Linked DNA regions of Mus musculus: region 1 is linked to region 2. A link is a contact called in public Hi-C data. All regions are on one chromosome and are shown on one strand. Each heading gives the region's core, a stretch centred on a gene start, on an enhancer-like site or on the middle of the called end of the contact. The rest is flanking DNA. Distances are from core to core; before and after follow the strand shown. Region 1 has its middle 12 kb from the start of Tmem247. Region 2 overlaps Prkce (protein kinase C, epsilon).

Region 1 (6,680 bases), core at 1,800-4,299, 330 kb after region 2:
GATGGATTCCAAATCCTGAAATAGACGTTAGTCATTGAGAGGGGCAGGAGCCATGCAGATGCTCAAGAGCCCCAATAGTGATGGGGGAGTGAGGTTATCACTGTCATGGGCATGGGGACCGAAGTTCTGAAACCGAAGTCTCTTCCGTAAGGAACGGAAGGACAATCCAAGCATCCTACTTCCTGAGGAAGCTGACCTGGGTCAGGAACACGAGTGCTTGTGGCCTTTACATTGTCCTGTAGAGTTAGGTATTTACAGATTAGCGATGGGTGTGGTAGGCTGGGCCATCAGAAATGACCATCAGATCCAAACAAACCTGCCATCCTGGCTGTAATGGAAATGACAGTGAATGTTGTCAAATGTGCAGCCCCAGAATCAAAGGGACACCAAGAACCACTGTTATGCCATGATACTCATAGAACAAGGGCTGGCACTGGGTCCCTGTTCTAGAGACATCCACACCCAGAAATGCGAGTACTCCTGAAAGAGCCAGCACGTAGAGGGCTTCCCGTCTATCCGCCTTCAGACTTCACCTTCAGTCCAGCATCCTAGGGGCAGGGAGACACGCAGAGGAACCTTGACCTGCGAGGGAAGTGCCAGTCTGTGATCAGCAACTCAATCTGGAAAAGCAGAGAGGAAAGTCTAGCCTTGACGTTCTAGAACAAAGAGTTGAGAAACAACAGTGTGAGCTTTTGCTAATATTAAGTGCTGAAAGAAATGTCTGGTGGTGCAGAGAGGGTCCTTCCATAGTGGCCATGCTGTGATGTTTGATGGACACATGTTTGCTGTCTTCAACCAGTCTTGTAGCAGACACGGGAGACTTCCCTGGCTCTCGCTTCTAGAGGACTTTCCATAGGAACGTGGAATCTAGAGTCTCTACGCCTGCCTTTAGCTCATCTGGCCCTTGGGTGTGGACTACCCTGCTCAGAGGCTCTGTGGAGGAGCCTGGGAGTCGGGCAGGCATCAAGTCTGCTGCGTATACTCTAAACCTGCTACCCAGACAGATGTGTTTTATCTGCCTTCTCTCCGTTCCATATAAAATATCCTTTAAGAGAAGGATTCCATTGCTTTTTATAATATTTGAAATGTTTGCCTTGGATACTCTTTTCAAAGCCTTTTCTTAACTTGATAAGAGCTAGAAAAGAACTCGAGGCTAGACTAGAAGTCCAGAATCCTATTCACACATTCAAATTTGTCAGCTCTGGGACTGCCCTGTCCTGAGAGGACAGTCTTTATGGCCCCTCCCCGATCTGATGCCTGAACTCCACACCAGGCTGAGGACCCAGCATAAATAGAAGGTGGACGGCCAACACCACACTAAAGGAGCTTGGAGAAGCTGCAGTGCAGAGACCTCACCACACAGCTGACAAACGAGAGCGGCAGAGAGGAAGTCCTAGTGAGCGCCAGGCTGGGCTGATTTTACCCCGCCCCCGACTCCTCCATGGCCCTTACACCTATCTCCTGCCAGTTCCCAGTTGACTCATTGTCTTCCCCTGCCTCTGTGACTCACTTAGAATAAAAATGTCCCCCTCACAATGCCACCAGTGTTCCCTGCAGGGCATTGGACATCTGTTTGGGATCTGTGACCCCTAGAAAACTGCAGTAAATAAATGTCGCCATCCATCATATAAGCAGCTGCCTCAAAGAGCCCAGACTAGAAGAAACTTCCAGAAAATTCTCCCCCACCCCACCCCACCCATCTCCCCTTCTCTGACAAAGCTCCTGGTCTCACTTCCTAAACAGAGCCTTCCAAACAGGGCCACATTCCCTTCCCACCTTCAAAACAGCTGAGCCCTGGCACTGAGGGACAGAACACCTGCCTTCCTCGAAGTGTAGCCAAGAGAGCTGTGTCCCAGGCTGTGATCAGAGCTAAGCAGGTTGGCAACTGAGGCTGAGCCAAGGGTGCAGTCAGGCTAAGGGGTAACTACTGAAGGAACAAGAGCCCAGAGTGTGAGAGGAAGCCACAGAAGGTCGCATCTGCCTATGGGCTCCACTTCCCTCCTTACACCAGTAACCACATGAATAAGGTCCCTCTGTGGTCACCTAAGAGCCGAGCCTTCTGGCCACAGCAGGCTGTGACTTCCTAGACAACACCCACACACAGGCATGACCCTCTATGTCTTCCTCAATCCATAGTCCTCCTCATCTCTCAGGGCCCTGTGTCATTTTTTTTTTCCTGCAGGATGTGGTTGACATCTGTCCCCTGGTACCTTCTTAGTCTCCCTATCATCCACTGTAGCCCAGAACTCACGGTTCCCTTCCCCCTGGATTTTTCCATTCCTCTCTACTTTAAGCCACATTAATTCTCCTAATGCTTATTTCCACACAGCCAAGTAGTTGCTCCCTCAAGGGCAATGGCCGGAGCTCTGTCACCACTCTCACAGCGGCTCCTGATACCGCTCCTCACAGTGCTCGCCCAAATGTACACATGCAGCTCTCGTGTAAGCGGAAGGCTGCGCCTCCTGACACCTGGAGATGTCTCACAGACGCCCGTCATTGTGCCTCTGTCCCCCCTCTTCCCACCTGACATACACTCATTCACCCCATTCTCTCACCCTTCCCTCAATGTACACCCTTCCCTCAATGTACACCCATTTGCCATTTGTGCTGTCTCTGCATTCTCTGTGACCAGATCACGGGCAGATGTCAGCATCTCTATTCCACAGGAGCAGAAACTTCCTACTAAGCTGAACGGTCCATCTTCCCTCTTGTGCTCAGCAATGGGTCCCCAGCCCGGCAATGTCCTCTGCCACTTCAGCTTCAATGACAAAGGCAGAGATGTACCAAAGTTCTGGGAAGCAAGAGGATAAAATAGGCAGAGAGAGAGAAAGAGGACAGGCCACATTGGGATGTCATTCACTCTTGGTCCAAAAAAACCCTGAGAAAAAGGCTTTCCAGTCAGCTAGGAAAAACAAACAGAGCCAGAATGGAGTCAGCTGGAGGAAGAACAACCTAGCAGCCACCATACAATCAACCAGAATCAAGCGGCCTTATGGACACAGCTCTGTCACCGTGCTGGAGAAACCTGAGGGGGCAGTGTTGCGAGTGTCCTGGGAGGAACTCTGCGGATTTCTATGTTATCGGCTGGGGGAGGCCTACAGCGTTTGTTGGCCCCTACAGGCAAACACAGTGGCCAGACCTTCGAAACAGGACGCCTTTGTCCGTGACTGACACCCTGGCCTAGAGCCCAGCTCCGCTTCAGGGGAGGATTTAGGTCACAAGAAAATGGGGGCTGGGGGGAGGTGGCTATAGTTTTAGAAATCTGTCTCTGTAAAACTCGGGGAGGTATTTTACCCCTTCCCAGGGTCACACCCTTGCCCTGGCTGACCTTACTTTGTATTACTCTGACTTTGAAGCTAGAGCTTTGGCTGGCCTCCTCAGCTTCTTTTTAAAAAATGCTATTTGGCAAATTCCCACCCGACTGGAACCTCCCCCATCGATCTATTACCTCTTTCTAGTCAGCTCAAATCAGTATGTCTTTCCCAACCTCTGTTCAGTTTAAAGACCCGTGCAAACATGACCATGAAGCCCCTGGAAGCTTCCGGTAGACTAGAGAGTTAACCAAGGAGCACGAAATTAGGACTGATTTCCAAAGCCAGTGAGCGTCTCAGAGGAGGATGGTGCCCTGGCCTGCTCATACTCCCCGGCTGTTTCTGCTTTAGAGAGAAGTTGCTGAAGGTATTAAAGCAGGCTCTTGAAGAACGACCCAGTCACAAGCTGCTGTGATCTTTCTACTTCAGCTGCCCTTTCTAAACTACTGACTTTCATAGAGGTCAGCCAGAAACCCTGCCTTCGAGGCCAGTCCTTATCCTCAGTGCATTTTTATAAACCTTGGCAAATCGTTTTTCCATCCCTGTCTCTTTTATGAGAAGAGCTAACTGCTCTCTCACGCCAGGCGCTAATAAACTTTGTTCCTTCCTGTTGGCTTTGCTCGCCATCTTCTGGACAAAAGCAGTATTGCTACCGAGGTAGAGCCGGGCCAGGGCTTCTTAGCGCAAACCCAAAGCAGTTTGGAGAGGACCAAAATGAACTACTCCTGAATGCCAAGAGCGCAACAATGAGCCTCATTTGTTATGGCAAAGACGTGCTAAACACTTCTTTTGAGAAATCACGTCCGGGGTACCTCACCTTACACCTTAATGTGTAAGTGGCCTGTCGTGTTGTACACGATGTGATTTGTGATGGGCACACATCACATAGTCTCTAAACCAGAAAGCCTGAAGTCTAGGGTCAAACATGGAAGATGTCCGTACATTCGAGTGAGATGCTGCCTGCTCGGAGTCCTCAAAGAGCTGGAGCTCAGAGCAATGGGAACCATGCAGAGGAGGTGGCAAAGCTGGCACCGACTGACAGTGGGGGAAAGAAAGGATAAACATGCTTAAGGAACACCTTGTGGAATCAAAACACTGCTCCTTCACAGCCATAGATCCAGCGACGCAGTTAGGAAGGTGGCCACTAGGAGGCTTAGAATCCTGGCAGCAGGGTAGTGGAGCCAGGAGAGTCTGGAGTTCAAGGTTGGCCTTGGCTACATAACAAGTTCAAGGCCACCCTGGTCTATATGAGAATCTGTCTCAAAATAAAATAGAATAAGGAGGCAGGAGGAAAAAGGAGAGAGGGGGGTTATGGCTTTTTTTATCAAGATAATTCTGCAGACCTGACTAGATCTACATGTGTGAAACAGAACACAGGGTGAAAGGAAGAAAAAAAATCAGACTTACAGCAAACCAGCTTTGGTTTCAAATCTCCACCCTGCCAGGTGACAGCTGTGTGCATGTGAAATCAGTTAGGTATCCTGATCCACAGTTTCTCATACAGGCAGGGATGACCACAGCAGCTCTTCAGAGGGGATAAAATATGGTCACATGCATGTTCTGATACATGACTGACACCAGGGCACAATGCCAAGGTCCCAGCTGCTATGCCCAGAGAACTTACAACTCCTCCAGGTCATTTTCAAACCACCTGGGACAGACTGAGAACATTGCCTATCTAGAACTGAATAGAGTTGGTCCACCTCCTGCTGGGACTGTGACCTGGAGTCACCAAAACAGACATGTGCGAGTAAGCAGTGAGGACGATACTCAGAGCTTCAAGGAGCATGCGCCAAGGTCAGGGATGTACGGTAGGTAGTCTCTGCAGATTCTTTTTACCCTCACTCTCACGAATCCAATGTGGGAAAAGCAGGCTCCTTGTGAGCTCCGGACTGGTCCCAGAGTCAGTGCACAGTGCTCAGCCGCAGCTCCCCGGGAGCAGGGGACGGAGAGCACATGCGGGAGGATGAATCTAGATCATCTGCGGAAGCCAACGTGCTCCCATTTCATTTACTTCAAGACTCTTAGCCCCACCTTATGTGAATGTGAATTGTAAGTTGTCGTGGTAGGCGATTAATCCCACTCAAATGGCTGGGACATTTCCAAACTTCCATGTGGCTGACACTCTCCCCTCCAATACGCCTGGGCTGTCCTCTAATCCCAAGCAAGTAAGTGGAGACAGTTGGCCACTTACTAAAATCTATATTCCAATCTTTGCAATGGGGGCAGGGGCTGGGGCCGCTCTTGCCGGCTCTTCCATGATTGCTGTGCTCTCCCTCCTGCAGCCTCGGGCCTGGTCTCTCTCCTTTCCCGACACAGCGGTTCTCAGTCCCCTCTCTGTCCCTTTGCCCTCAAATCCTAAAGTCCCATGTCTGTCTCCCTGCCCAGCCATTGGCCGCTGGCCATTTTATTCACCAATGAAAACCAAACGAGGGCAGGAATCCTCAGGGTTTTAGATGCAGGTCCTCCTGCAATTTTGGGAACCCATTTAACATAATACAAGCATTAAACCAAATCCACCACAGCAAGTATCCAGCATTATGTAGCACAGTGGAGGGAACTCCTAAAACTCGTACGATCAGAGACACTTGAGCTTCAGGCTGCAGACCTCAGATTGGCCTCCTGAGACGATCCCCCTGGGAAAAGGTACCTCAGGGTTGCTATCTGAAAGCAAAGCCAAGGTTAAACTCCTGTCGACACAGGTCAACCCCTGCACTCATGCCCCTCTTGGAAATGTGAGCCTTTGTGTATCTGTTTGAGACAGGCTCTTGAGTAGCCAGGCTGGTTCCAACCAAAGTCACTGGACAGATCAGCCTTTGCCCGCCCCTTTCAAGCAGTGGAATTCTAGGCTTGCCCTGCCATGCTTGGCTAACACAAGCCGCTTGATCCCTCCAGCAAGCAAAGGCATGTAAAACCAGCCCGAGGACACTCCGTTCAGAGCTGTCTGGGGCTTGTCGTTTAAGCTGGTGGACAATTGTCTTGGGACACAAGCATCCATCTGGGAAGGCGTCCTCTAACCCCAAGCATCATCTCCCCACCCACCCCCTTCCAACTCTACCTCTACAGCTAAATGCCAGCGTTTGGCTCAGGAAGCCTCAGTTCAGTGTAAAGACAAATATACATGGTGAGTGTTGTGCCCGCGTTGTTATCGGCCGGTTCTGTGTCTGTGTGTTTCAGTTAACACTGGATCTCCTTCTGGGTTACAACTCTAGCCAGCACCTTGGATTTCCTAGCAAGGACGTCAGAGCTGGATGTGAGTTGGGCAATCTAAAGGACAGGACAGGGCCAGAGCTTGCGGAGAAGAAACACAGGCTGAGCGCTTTCACTATTGCCAAACTCAGGTTCCAGGGGGTCTTAGAAAAATCCAAA
Region 2 (6,998 bases), core at 584-3,083:
GGTCACTCGACTCCCAAAGGCATTAGGACCCACAAATTGAGAACTACTTCGTTAGAAGCACAAGGCAGGAAAAATAGTTATTACTTAGTATCTATAGTGACAGACCTCCAGGATCACTGCAGATACTAAAATCCAGAGATATCCAAGCATCTTATGCAAAATAAATAACTTACCTATCTACTCTGTAAACTGTCATCTCTCGATTCCTTACACTACCCAAAACAGTGCCAGGATTTGTAAACAGTTGTCCTGTTGTACCGCTTAGGGAATGGCAAGAATAAAAGTATATGTCTGGAACAGATGCAATTTTTAAAACATATTTTGCCTTTGAGGTTGAGTAATTCCACAGATGCAGGACTCGTGGATATGTATGGAAGCTGGCTATGCTGATCCCTGGTCAGTGAGTTGCAACAGCCCGAAACATCTGCTAACCAGGAAAGCTTCAGAGGCCGCATTGGCAGCTCGGTTTTCCTGTTGGGTGATCTTTGCCACAACTACACATCATGCCTGAGCCCCTCAGTCAAGACACTCATCTGTCCCCCTACCGTGCTGACAACTGAATAATGTGTCCCATGCTAAATATTATCCCATAATCTTGAGGTGTAGCTGTTTTTAGGGGTCCAGACTTATTTTAGGATGAGGCTTTTCTTTTTTTTTCTTTTTTCTTCCTTCCTTCCTTTCTTTCTTTCTTTCTTTCTTTCTTTCTTTCTTTCTTTCTTTCTTTTCTTTTTCTTTTTTTTTTTTGCCCCGAACTGATTTCCATCCGTGTTTTCTGCTGGTTGTAGCATGGGACAGAGTCACTGTGACATGAGGAGGAGGAGCGGGTCAGGGGGTGGGGAGTACAGACCAGTGGCTGGGACCAACGCTGTGTTTACATTCCTCTGAGAAAGCCCCGATACTGCTGGCCAGATCAAAAGTAGGATCATGAATTTTGTTGACATCGGAGATTCAGAACAAACAGGAAGTTTAGAGCCAGAGAGAAATTCCTGATGAAGTTTGAGCTAGGAATATGCGTTCAGAGACAAAATAGTCAGAGACTCTGTGATCACCTACATTTATTCGAGATCTGGTACATAACACAGAACAGAGAGGGCCCTGTGTCAGAGTTCAAAACAAAACAAATAAACAAACAGCTCACACTGCACACGCGAAATCTTTAACCATGGGTTCTCGGTCTGTGGAATCAGGGTGATAACTCCCCCACAGAGATACTGTGAGGATCACGTGAGTTCATACATGGGAAATGTTATGGTCCTGCCGGGTACAGAGCACACACTCACATGAGTGGCTAAGTGTCCAGTTAGTAGAATTCTCTGTAGAAGTGGAGAAGTGGACTGCCAGTTGGCAGACTGATTAAAAAAAAAAAAAGGCATCTCATCCGGTTAAGAACCTTCCAAACAAAGGCATCATCTGTGAGATGCTGAGGTGTCAGGCCTTTTCTGTGAAGAGGAATTGAATATCTGGATATTTCTTTATGAGGACGCAGTGCTCTACAGAAGCAGGTATCTTGGAAGGAGTATCACGGCAGTGGATTCAAGCAGAGACTGGATTCTCCAAGCCTGAGTCATAGGACTTTGTTTCTTTAACGCCCTGGGCTAATGGCTGAGCTCCTAAAAATGGGAATTGTTTCATCAAACAATCGGCAGCTTTGCCATGATAGGTAAGTTTTTGTGTGAAAGTCTGAGGCTGGCTCAGTGGCCCTCCCCATTGGCTGTGTTTGTTTTGAGGTGACTTGGGTCACAGGAGGGGTGGAGAAGGGAAGAGTATAGCCATCAAGCAGAGACCTTAGGGGCCACACTTAGTTGGCTCTGCTTCTTTTTATGATTGTGTGCTAACAGGCTAATCGACTAAGGCTGTGCCCTCTGTTCACCCGTTGGCTCCGAGTCTCTTATACTGTCTCCGCCCATGTTCTTTATAAAGCAAGAAACTGGAACATTTGGTTGCCGAGACGCACAGAAGGACTGTGCTGTCTCAAGATAACATCTGGAGGTTCTCGGGCCTCTTACACAGTAACACCCACAACCTTGGGCGCTTGTTGGCTTCGTCTCCGGCAAGTTTTGTCACTGGCACTTGCACACAGACCTTGCCGTCTCACAAGATGGTCCCCATATATCTTCCTAGCTGCTTCCTCTAGTGACCTTCTCTCTGAGTCATCTCTTGAGCTTAACGAGTGTGGTCTTTGGACTGACCTCTGACACGTCCAGGTGTGACGTACGCTTACTCCATCCTGAACAGTAATAGTCCCCACACAGCCTGTTTCCTCAGAGCTTCTGTTTAAGAACATCAGAACTTTTCCTAGACTGTGGTGGCTTTTGTTTGTCTAGCTCGCTCCTTCTCATCCTCTAATGTTAACTCATTTGCCCCGACCTTCTCTAGAAAATGCGGCCACTCCTTCCTCCTTTCACATTGCATCTGCCGCTAGAGCAGTACTCCCTACGAACGGTGTCTATTTCTTGGTTGAACGATCCCGTAGGTATTCTCTGAATTGTCATAAATTGATGGCTTCCCCTAGTGGACCACAGTCTCTTAATGCATATATTTAGTTTACAAAAACAAAACAAAGCAAAAAGGCCTACCCCGAGAAGATGTGAGGTTGGCGGGAGGAGTTCCCTGGACACAGGTGGCCGGGAGGAGTTCCCTGGACACAGGTGGCCACGAGGATAGAATGTTTGTGGCTTCCTCATGGACCAGCCTGGGCTTTGCTTGCAGTGCACTGCCCCGACTTGGATCTCCTTCTGTCCCTTACTGTGTGTACTTGATGAATTGCTGCTGGGCAGAGAGCACCAGGGCAGATTCCAGACCAGAGCTCTACTAAAGCTCAACCTCAGCTAGGCGACCTTGGGGAAATTATTAATACTATAGAAGTAATAAAATTATCCTTTGCACGGCCTCAGTTTCCCGAACCCATACATACGGTGACCACACAGGATGAACTAGCCTTGCAATTCTCAGACTGTCTGGTCTGAGACTGTCTTGAACATAACCCAAACTTGCAAGGTTGATGGCAAACTTCACTTCATTATCCTTGTGAAGTCCTGGCAAGTAGTGGTTCCTCTTGGGAGGGTTTAGAGCCAATGCCCATGATTCCTATGGCTCCTTAGAATAGGAAACTTCGTTGGCAGGTGACACTAGTGTTGGGTCCCCTCCTGCCCACACACACCCTCCAATTTGTTCACCATGCTCCCTTATTAACACAATGAATAGTTTGCCCAGGCTCTGTTGTAGCCAACTTAAGTATTTACTCCTATGGTAAGTGAGCACACTACCTTGAGGGGAATACAGCTGGCTTGTGTGTAGGGACATCTAGCCAAGGACAGAGATGCATTCTGGGAAAAGGACTGAGATCTTCACAGACACCTCCCTCCCTCTTGGAAACAGGGCTGGCAGTTGCCCCTTTACCGGGAATATGCTCATCTGCCATCTCTTGAAGGAGAAGGCTGTGGAGAAGCCACCAAGAAAATGCCTGTGTTGTCCGGACAGCAGGTTAACAATGTTTGTCAAGACACGTTGATGTGCCAGGTGTGCTTCAGGATGCTCTCATAGGACAGGAGGCATCCAGTCTCTGCCCTCTTTGACACTTGGGTAGGAACAGCAGACAATGAAGCAAGCCATAACAATAAAAGCTGATAAGAGTTATGATAGGGGAAATACATGGCACGACCAGAGAAACCCAGGGAGGGCCCTGGGCTGGCCTAGAGCAGGTCAGGGAAGGCTTTGAGGAAGAAGTAGCCTCTCCCAGAGAGGCCTGATAGGTAGGCAGGAGGTGGCCAGAGTAAAAGAATGGGGGAGGTAGGAGGTAGGAAGGAGGACAGGGTTGATAATGGGGAGGGGAGGGCCCCAAGCAGACCCTTGGGCCTGAAGAGCCAATATATGCTGGACCTCAAAGCACAAGGGGCAGCTTGGGGAGGCATGAGGTCAGCCCTGGGAAGCAAGGGGCTCTAAGTGGAGGGACTTTGGAATGAAGATCAGAGCATCCTCTTGGGGTAAACTGTACATAGAAATTAAATGATAGCTTGCTGTTTCCTGGAATTTGAGAGATAGAAGAACCTTTGAAAGGTAGATATCCCCTTATCATTTTTCTCGAGGAATAAATTGAAACTCAGGTTTATCCAAGGCCTCTCTGCCCCTTAGAGACAAAGGCAGAAGTGTGAGCCGGGACTCCGGGGGTTTGATCCTGTGTGCTGATAGAACTAGCTCCCAACAAAACCAACCAGATTTGCAGCATTTTCTCATTTCTGTGATGTAAATGTTCTCCCTGGGGCCAGTTTCTAACTACCAGCATTTTAACAACCAACTCACTAAATTCCTGAAAAGTTTGTGATATGCTCTGGTGAACTGTTTCATGCCAGCCACAGGACCCAATGGAGAAGCAGTCATGTGAACTCATCTCTTCTCTGCTTAGGGTCAACCACCACAGAGCAATTATATCCTAACAGCCTGCAAACGTTGCTGATGAAGTTCCCTGACGCATCCGAGGGCCATCATCCGTAATTTACTGTATGCTACTTGAGTACATTTTCTCTCTGGCCAATGGACAGAAATTTCTCCCAGAAGACAGACATCACTTTCCGATACTGTCACCTTGAAGCTCTGGACTTTATTTTCAAGGCCGTTGAATGTTCTGTACGTTTAGAACAGCTTTTATTTTAAGAGTAACTTGTGGGGTTGTCTTAGTTAGGGTTTTACTGCTATGAACAGACCATGGCCAAGGCAACGCTTATAACATTTCATTGGGGCTGGCTTACAGGTTCAGAGGTTCAGTCTATTATCATGAAGGCGGGAACATGGCAGCATTCAGGCAGGCATGGTGCAGGAGGAGGTAAGAGTTCTACATCTTCATCTGAAGGCTGCTACCAGAATACTGGCTTTTAGGCAGCTAGGATGAGGGTCTTATAACCACCCTTACCCACAGTGACACACCTACTCCAGCAGGGCCACACCTTCTAATCCTGCCACTCCACCATCACAGCAGATTTTGTTTAGTTGTTTTCTTTTGCTTTGGCTGGAGAAGTTCAGTCAGTAGAGTGCCTGGTCCCCAGAACCCAAGGAGAGAGAGAGGGAGAGAGGGAGAGAGGAAAGGGGGAAGGGGGGAGAGGAGAGAGAAGAGAGAGAGAGAGAAGAGAGGAGGAGGGGAGGGAAGGGAGAGGGGAGAGGAGGGGGAGGGAGAGAGGGAGAGGGGGAGGGGGAGAGGGAGAGAGAGAAGACAAATTGCTGGGAGCATGTACTTGTAATGCTATCGCTGAAGAGGCAGAGACAAGCAGGATCCCTAGGTCCTTAGCTGGCCAGTCCAGCCTCTTGTTTTGTGTCAGGTCAGTGAGACATCTTGTCTCATAAAAGGGCAATGAGGATGAGGAAGGCCTCCGCCTGAGGAAGAGCAACCAGGCTTGCATAGGCATAGATGTCACATGCACTGAAGTTCACAGCCTTCCACATAGCACCATGGACTGAAGGCCAAGTACTCAAAACATAAGCCTATTGGGGCCATTCCATATTTAAACCGCAACGTGAATACGAGAAACTGATAGCCCAAATGGACGTGGAAAACAACTGTACTGGCTAGTTTTGTGTCAACTTGACACAGCTGGAGTTATCACAGAGAAAGGAGCTTCAGTTGAGGAAATGCCTCCATGAGATACAACTGTAAGGCATTTTCTCAACTAGTGATCAAGGGGGAAAGGCCCCTTATGGGTGGGACCATCTCTGGGCTGGTAATCTTGGTTTATAAGAGAGCAGGCTGAGCAAGCCAGGGGAAGCAAGCCAGTAAAGAACATCCCTCCATGGCCTCTGCATCAGCTCCTGATTCCTGACCTGCTTGAGTTCCAGTCCTGACTTCCTTTGGTGGTCATGATGTGCAGGAATAGAAACCCTGACTAAGACAACAACTTTTTCTATTAGCATATTAAATTAATGCTACCATAACAGAATATCCCAAACTAGGTGGCTTAAGCCATGGGAATTAATATTTTCTAAGATCAAGACACTGACAAGGTTGTTTTCTTGTGAGGGCTAAAAGGAAAAGATCTGCTGCTCCTCCCTATCACCAGTGCTCCCCCATCCCCAGTGCTCCTCCCTATCCCAATGCTCCTCCCTATCCCCAGTGCTCCTCCCTATCCTCAGTGCTCCTCCCTATCCTCAGTGCTCCTCCCTATCCCCAGTGTTCCTCCCTATCCCCAGTGCTCCTCCCTATCCCCAGTGCTCCTCCCTATCCCCAATGCTTCTTCCTATCCCCAGTGCTCCTCCCCATCCCCAGTGCTCCTCCCCATCCCCAGTGCTCCTCCCCATCCCCAGTGCTCCTCCCTATCCCCAGTGCTCCTCCCTATCCCCAGTGCTCCTTCCTATCCCCAGTGCTCCTCCCTACCCCCAGTGCTTCTTAGATTAAGGTCCACTTTGATGGCTGTATTTTAATTAAAAGATTTCTTTAAAGGCTTTGTCTTCAAATGAAGTCCCGCTCCGATGTACTAAGGGGTAGGGCTTCCATGAATGGATTTTAAGGACATAATTTAGCTTATAACACCTACAGAGTTTATGGATACTTTTTTCTTACATTGTTTTACAGTCTATTAATTTCAGGTCATTCGTTAACCCTCTGCCTCGCTCGAGTCCTTTGGTAAATTATCTGTATGCATTTACAATACAGATCATCTTGTCAGAGTTTGCATTCTATCCTGGGATTCCCCAGTCTTCTCTATGGTTTTAAATTTGTCTGCATTGAGGCTCCGTGTTGGTACTGTGAAATTCTGTGTTCCTTTGCCTTGGAATATAAATTTAAATATCAGAATATATCTGCTGATATCTTTAATTAGACTAATGTATGGTATTTCTGTTCAAATTGTATTGAGTCTATAGATTGGATCAGCAAGAACTGACCTCATAATCTGGTTCCTTAGAACCGTGGATTTGAAGTCTCTGTCTACTAGAAACTCCTTGTTTTCTTTCATGTGGGGGTCTCTGTTTTCATACAGAGCTGTGCATGAATTTTGTTAAGTTGGGCCAAGATG

The links. A called contact is a pair of places that touch in the nucleus more often than the background predicts.
Region 1: a Hi-C map of uterus shows a contact between it and region 2, with 5 times the contacts expected there. The contact joins two enhancer-like sites. A contact is called at or near these places in 5 of 39 promoter capture datasets (the C10 cell line, embryonic stem cells, hippocampal neurons and 2 more), 2 of 484 Hi-C or Micro-C datasets (bone marrow-derived macrophages and uterus), 3 of 115 datasets of contacts at active chromatin or transcription factors (embryonic fibroblasts, embryonic stem cells and stem cell-derived neural progenitor cells) and 1 of 9 other capture datasets (liver).

The regions. Positions count from the first base shown.
Region 1 is chr17:86,902,387-86,909,066 of GRCm38.p6, forward strand. No RefSeq gene overlaps it. Among named protein-coding and RNA genes, the nearest start is that of Tmem247, 12 kb to the right of the region's middle. Within about 2 kb of position 3,050, at least 151 of the 459 cell types and tissues checked have an H3K27ac peak or open chromatin away from gene starts, as enhancers often do. A contact at or near this core is called in liver and uterus, where this site is marked.
Region 2 is chr17:86,571,903-86,578,900 of GRCm38.p6, forward strand. All of the region lies in intron 11 of Prkce (protein kinase C, epsilon), which reads left to right. Among named protein-coding and RNA genes, the nearest start is that of Gm52297, 94 kb to the right of the region's middle. Within about 2 kb of position 1,834, at least 27 of the 459 cell types and tissues checked have an H3K27ac peak or open chromatin away from gene starts, as enhancers often do. A contact at or near this core is called in liver and uterus, where this site is marked.